Linked DNA regions of Mus musculus: region 1 is linked to region 2. Evidence: chromatin contacts called from public Micro-C data. All regions are on one chromosome and are shown on one strand. Each heading gives the region's core, a stretch centred on a gene start, on an enhancer-like site or on the middle of the called end of the contact. The rest is flanking DNA. Distances are from core to core; before and after follow the strand shown. Region 1 holds the start of Gnb3 (guanine nucleotide binding protein (G protein), beta 3). Region 2 holds the start of C1rb (complement component 1, r subcomponent B).

Region 1 (3,362 bases), core at 258-2,757, 270 kb after region 2:
CCCACACAACTTCATGCCTTCCTTTTTGAAATTTTTCTCATAACTCAACTTTTTTACTTTTTATTTTGAGCCAGGCTAGTCTTAAATCCACCCCGCAGCTCAGGTATGCTGTGAGTTTTCACTCCTACCTCAGCCTAGCTAGATTACAAGTCTGTGCCACCTGACATGGCTTGGGCTATCAATTCTAAGAAACAGTAGTAGTTTGTGTATCACGAAGAAAGAAACAATAGGCTAACAAGGTATCATGTATTGTTAGATGCATCTCGACTTTAGAAAGCTCTGTGAGAAAGCATGCATCTTAAAATCAATGAAATGTCACTTTAGACAGCTGCCAGTTTGAGTCTAAGAGAAGTCCTGCTCGCCCTACCCCCATCACTGTTCAGGGTGAAGGCCAGTCTATGTCTTCCGTATCCAATATAATGGCTGGCCCAGAGCAGATCTTAATGGATGTTTGTTGAATTAATTCATGAATGTCTTTCCTCCCTTCAAGGACAGGATGTGCTAAAAGCTCAGGCAGCAATATGTTGCTGGTCCTGAAGTCCTTGCTCAGTCCCCTCCCCTCCTATCATGCCCTGCCTCAGATGGGCAGAAGGTCTCACCTCAGCCAGAGTGATGTCCGCACAGGCTTTCCTGGCATCCTGCGGGGAAAGTGGGCATCAGGGAGGCTGTGCTAGGGCAGGGGGCATGCATATGCGCCTCACATATGGGAGGGCATGGGGCTCTGCAGTTGGGAGGTGGTTTCAAATGTGAGGTCTGGATTTAAAGTCTCTGAACCCTTCTAGATGAGAGGTGTCTAAAGTGTCACCCAAGAGTGAACCCAATCCCTCCCAGGCCACACTCCCACGTGTCCTGAGTTCTGTTCTCCAAGGTCCCCAGGACGAGGGCTCTGGGGTTACAGCAATCTGCTTCTTGAGTTGCTCCGCCTCCTGCCTCAGCTGCTCCATCTCCCCCATGGTGCACAGGTCGAGGGGTAGTTCCGGCTCCTGCCAGGGACATGAAATAGGTCCCCGTCAGACCATGTTTCTGTTCTTTCCATCCTGCCCTACTCCTGTGATGGGGGGCTCTCCCTCCTGGGTATCAACCCCAGCCCTGCCTGAGCCCTCCCCATGGGCCCCCGATCCCAGAGGGTAGAGCCGGCCAGCTCCCTCTTACTTGGGCTCTGGCTGGACTTCTCCCAGGTTTCCGCTTCCCGGGCGCCTCCTCACTGTCTCAGCTGCGATGCCTGCCTGTCACCTGCCCCCCTCTGCTGCCAGAGGAGCTGGCCTGGCCTGGCCCTGACTGAGAGGGAGGGGGGAATGACAGGGAAGGGTAAGGCCAGCAACAACCACGCCAGGCAAATGAAATCAGCTGGCAGGGGTGGGGGAGAGGCCAGGGAGGGGAGGTATGTGGCTTCCAGAGACAGGTCAGCCTGGAGGGGTGGGAAACAGGCCCGTGGACCAGAGAAGAGCAGCACCCCTCTTATGCAGCCACAAGAAGGGGGGTGGGGATAGAGGGGTGCTTCCACGGTCAGTCCGCCAGCAGAGATAAGAGCATCAGCCCACGGATCAGAGACAAGCCGTGAGGATTACTGGTTGCGTTTGGGGAAGTAGAACAGGAGCAGTCATAGCTCCAGTGACCTCCCCAGGCCCTAGCCCCAACCTGTGGTCATGATCTTGGCCTTGTTCAGCAAGCGGGCCAGGAGCCAGAACAGGAGGGTGACAGATGACCCTGTTGTCAACACTACAAACCATGCTTCCTCGTTGAGGGCTGTGGGGAGGGGTGGGGAGGGTCCAAGCAGAAGCTGAGATTAGATGGGCTGAGCAGGATAATCCCTTTTCTCGACAAGCCCCGACCAGCTGCCCTTGGGCCTGATCCTAGTTGGGGGAGTTGACAGGGAGATGGGGGTGGGGGGAGCTGGGCCCATGTGCCCCTGTGTTGTGGGCAAAGAAATGACTACAAAAGAGAACAGAGCTCTGTGTCCTGCTTCTCGGCTGGGGTCTGTCCTCATGCATCCACACATGACTCCCAGGGTCTTAGTGGACTGTGAAGATAGGAGCCAGAGGGAGGGATGGCATGGCTTAGAGTTGGAGGCTCACGGAGCAGCTGTGGCTGTGGCAGTGGCAGTGGTGGTGGTGGCAGCGGCGATGGGGCACCGGGAGGGGGGGTGCGGGGGGGGTCTATTTGCATGAAGCAGCAGGTGGCTGAGATTTCCCTGACAAATCACTGGGCTGTCATGGCTCCACCTCTGAGAGGCCCCAAGACACCACCTGTCCCCACCCAGGCCAGTTCTAACCAACCCCACCTCCAGCAGCCACCAAAACTGGGATAGAGCAGACCAGGCCTTGGCTGGAGAGCCTCATGATCATTATTTATTGCACAGGTTGGGAGAGGATGGGACTGTCTCCTCTGTGTGTTTCTTTTCTTTTCTTTTTCTTTTTTTAAAGATTTATTTATTTATTATATGTAAGTACACTGTTGCTGTCCTCAGACGCCCCAGAAGAGGGCGCCAGATCTCATTACGGATGGTTGTGAGCCACCATGTGGTTGCTGGGATTTGAACTCTGGACCTCAGAAGAGCAGTCAGTGCTCTTAACCGCTGAGCCATCTCTCCAGCCCCTCTGTGTGTTTCTTATTAGAAGCAGTTGCTCTGCACTCCTCCACATGCCTGCCTTTCAGGGAGGCATAGTGATTTTTGTCTGTCCTGGGGACCTTGCAGGTCCCTCAGCTGGGGCCAGACCTGGCTCCCGGGCCTGATGTGCTGTAGGCTAAGTCTGTGTAGCAAGCTTGTGAGTCCAGGGTCTGGTAGCCCTTGTAAGTCCCCGAGATGGTAGACTTGGCATGCTACTATGTTCCTGATATCCTCCAGAGCCTTCTCATCAGTTCCTTCCCAAGTTGAGTGGCCTGATCCTGAGAAGCAGGCTCAGCCATTCACAGTTCCTCTCGGACCCGGACCCGGCGGGGCTTCCCAGCTTTCTCCTGGACTCGCTGAAGCTTGTGACTTGGGGGTTCTGGGGAAGGGTCTCTGCTGAGAATGTCTTCCTCCTCTTCTTCCTCCTCTTCCTCCTGCAGCAGCTCTTTGGCTTCTGTCCACTCCTGGGAATGGGGAGAAGTGTGGTTCAGTCTCCTTTATCCACCTCTCCTGGGCTATCTCAGTCACCCAAGCTTTGCTGGGGGTCTCACCCACTCACAAACTTCTCCAGTGACCACCCCTGGGCTATCTCAGTCACCCAAGCGCTTTGCTGGGGGTCTCACCCACTCACAAACTTCTCCAGTGACCACCTGCCCACCTGCCCACCCCCCCACCCCCTCACCTCTTCCTCCCTACCTGTTCACTGTGCTCAGGTGCCCACGTGTGCCACAGTGCTAGGGCACAGCGCCGTCCC
Region 2 (3,475 bases), core at 202-2,701:
GAACAGAACTCAGAATCCCTAGAAGCAATGTAGATGAGATTTTTCAATTGACTTGCTTTCTTGGACCACACCCTTCCATCTGATCCTTCTGCCGCAGTTATGAACAAGCCACGCACACACACACACACACACACACACACACACACACACCTACTTCTTAGGATACCAACATGCAATTCACTAGGCTAGATTTCCTCTTCCTTCTGTCTTCTGATCTAGTCCATTTCCTATCCCTCATCATTGGTCTTTCCCGACCTTATCTTACCCTGATAAAATCTTGGAAGCCCTCCCCACCCCTCCCTCTCTCCTAGCCACTACCTTCATTCAGGCTTCTGCCCCAGTGCTGGGAAAATCTTCCAAACCTCCGTGCGTTTCACATCTTGTGTGTGCCTGCTCTCCGGCCTCATGCCAAGGTCACTGTCAAGGGGAGACTGCCTCCATCGTTGTGGATCCTTTAAGTTCACAGGCTGACCCCTAATACGAATTATCCCATACGTGGACAAGTCGGGAGAGAAGAGCGAGTAGAGGGAGGAACGTTTCCTCTAATCAGGAACAAGTTACAGGAACTGGCATACCTGCTCTGTAGTCAAAACCTCCACAGAACAAGGTGCCATAAAATTTTTGGTGGACATAGGAGCAAAATTTTTAAACAGGACACAATGTCCTTGTGGACAGCACAGCTGTCTCGGGAACCTGGTTTCCCTTCTAAGAAGAAAGAGTCACTCTCCCTCTGCGGCCACACCCTTTGCTTGAAGCACTAAGTACTTGTATCCCAGAAGACTCAAGCTGACCAGAGGTCCAGGAAAAGATGTTTCTTCCACTCTGCAGCTGCCCTATCTTCAACAAGATCTAAGTTCAAAAGGCGGGAGCTCAAAGCGGAGCCTTGCTTTAGTGTCCAGCGACATTGCACCTTCCCCACACTCATATCCACAGCCATACACCCCGGTGCCCTCCTCAACCCAGTTCTTCTTCACCTCACCCTGTGCATTGAAACCCCAGCCCCTTGGCTTCCAGGTGATTGTGAGAAATGAGCCAATGAGAAAGCAGAGCCTTTAAGTGTCTCCGCAGTCTGCGATGCCTGTGGCGAGGATCCTGGAATAAAGGGCAACAAGCAGCCCCCGGGAAAGTCTCCCAGAAAATGTTAATCCGATTTAGAGACCCCAGAGTCTGTCCCTCCAAACAAAATGTTTCCAGGTCCCTAAAACTTCAGATCCCATCGCCTCAGCCATTCCCCACATTGACCACCAGATGGCGCCATCAAGCAACGAGGATTTCAAGACCAAACCTAAACTGGGAACTCAAGATTTTTTTTTCCTTTATGCAAATGCTTCATTCCCTGAAACATTTCTCCAGGAATGGTCACCCCCTCCACTGCCACAATCCTTCCCTCCCCTGTATGCCTACTCCCTCCTTCAGCTTAGAGTGCCTGAAGACTCTGTCAGGAGAGCTGAGGACCCAAAACAAACTGGCCTTGAGACATGTGAGTAAGACTGATGGGTACCAAGGGAGGAGATAGGAGTTGGGCATAAGTGGCAAACATGCTCCCATATTATGAAGAAGAAGAAGAAGAAGAAGAAGAAGAAGAAGAAGAAGAAGAAGAAGAAGAAGAAGAAGAAGAAGAAGAGGAGGAGGAGGAGGAGGAGGAGGAGGACGAGTAGGAGGAGGAGGAGGAGGAAGAGGAAGAGGAAGAGGAAGAAGAAAAGAAAAGGAAAGAAAATAGAAGGGGAATAAGAACAGGAATACAATACCCTTCTTTCCATACTGCCAGCTCCAGAGCACATACTTCTCAGGGTCACTCCTCAGCCCTTCTCCCAGGGTCCAGACCCTTAGACATGAGCTGAGCTAGCCTCTCCTTTCTTGACACTGGGTTCATAGCAGGGTAACAGTGAGGGGAGGGAACTCTCTGAGAGAGGAGAAAATCCCCCCACGTGTGTTTCTCAGACCCCACATGTGTTTGTCAGACGCCAGAAGGGTTTCCCCGGGGGCGAGGGGCTTCTTGCTGAAGCCTTGGGAAACTTTGCAGAGCCATCACTGGAAAACTTCACTCTCAGATAGCTGGTCCCATGCCAGTCCTACCCCTGGAAGGAAAGGACATGAAAGAGAAGGACAGAGAAGGCAGCTCAGGGGCTATGGGGAGTGCTATAGAACCCAGTGACCCCTGGACTGGGCACTGACCTACGAGGAACTCAGCTGCAGCAGATGCAGAGGCTGCTGATGCCCCCAATCACAGAACCACTATGAAGTCTACAATGGGCATGGGGGAAGAACCAAGCAGTTTAGTCATCCTATTCCTGCCTAAGGCAGTTCAAATAGCAAGGGTGCTACACAACACCCTTGATCCTCCAGCCCCACAAACACTCGCCTCTCTCTTTGACAGGTGGCTCTTTGCCCTCCTGGTGACCCTGTTCTATGGGGTGGAAGGCTCCATCTACCTCCCTCAGAAGCTCTATGGAGAGGTGACCTCCCCTCTGTATCCCAAGCCTTACCCCAGTGACTTGGAGACAACCACTGTGATCACTGTCCCCATGGGGTACAGGGTGAAGCTGGTCTTCTGGCAGTTTGACGTGGAGCCTTCTGAAGGCTGCCTCTATGACTATGTTAAGGTAGGCGTCAGAGTGGGAGGGAGGGGAAACAAAGCTGGAAATTTGTGCTCTGAATACTCTGGACAATATGCCTGCACCCCATCACTGTACAGCTCTGTAGAAATGCTGGTTTTGGGTCGCTGGTGCCATAGAGGGGGTATTCGTGGACTTTTGAGGCCTTCAGTGAGATTCATGAGGAAAAGGGGCAGGCATGGGGGTGTTTGTTCCAGTAGATTTCACTATGTATTGGAGTTAGGACACAGCTAACCATAAGGCCTTGAGAAACAGCCATGCCTCAGTTTCCCTGAATGGTAACCTACTGCATCCAAAACAAGAAGAAAAGAAACATATGAAAGGTGTCACATGTCCTTCAGGGAAGACAAGGACCTTGGTCACCCCTGTATGTACCCTTCAAAGGGTTTCTTTCTTAGCCTCATCTTTCTACATCCAGTAAAAATAAAAGGCAGGATTCAAGCAGAGCCTGTGCTCTTCCTCACACTATGAGGCTCAGGCAACAGCCAGGAGGCTAAGAAAATAACATGAAAACCCGCACACTTCCCCAACAAGGGGGACTCAACAAGTCTGCAGCGTTGAGGGAGGGGTGCGTCCCACGGCAGAGCTAGCAAGGAGAACGTCTTCTGCTTTCGACAAAGTAAGGAATCTGTGAGACAAAGCAGGGAAGACACTAGGTGATGCTGGCCGGTGCGGAGACCTCTGGGTACCATTTGTACTATCATGTTCAGCTGGGTCTATCAGGAGGCTGAGTTGAGTGTGGCTTTTCAAACAAATAAGTAGAAAGCACAACAAAATAAATAAAAATGTGGGCATAGTAGGGCAGTCCTGTGAACCCAGTTATTAGGGAGACTTAGACCATTCTGGACTGGCCTGGGCAA

What was found. A called contact is a pair of places that touch in the nucleus more often than the background predicts.
Region 1: a contact with region 2 is called in a Micro-C map of palatal mesenchyme, with 2.8 times the contacts expected there. The contact joins the promoter of Gnb3 here to the promoter of C1rb in region 2. A contact is called at or near these places in 2 of 39 promoter capture datasets (the C10 cell line and liver), 1 of 484 Hi-C or Micro-C datasets (palatal mesenchyme) and 1 of 9 other capture datasets (adipose tissue).

What each region holds. Positions count from the first base shown.
Region 1 is chr6:124,838,768-124,842,129 of GRCm38.p6, forward strand. Gnb3 (guanine nucleotide binding protein (G protein), beta 3) reads right to left here and starts at 1,508. Exons shown (of 10, transcript NM_013530.1): 1 at 1,153-1,508; 2 at 897-983; 3 at 600-638. The coding sequence starts at 953. It overlaps P3h3 (prolyl 3-hydroxylase 3), which reads right to left. Exons shown (of 15, transcript NM_013534.5): 14 at 3,305-3,362; 15 at 2,322-3,072. The coding sequence ends at 2,908.
Region 2 is chr6:124,568,979-124,572,453 of GRCm38.p6, forward strand. It overlaps C1rb (complement component 1, r subcomponent B), which reads left to right and starts at 1,452. Exons shown (of 11, transcript NM_001113356.1): 1 at 1,452-1,480; 2 at 2,378-2,603. The coding sequence starts at 1,479.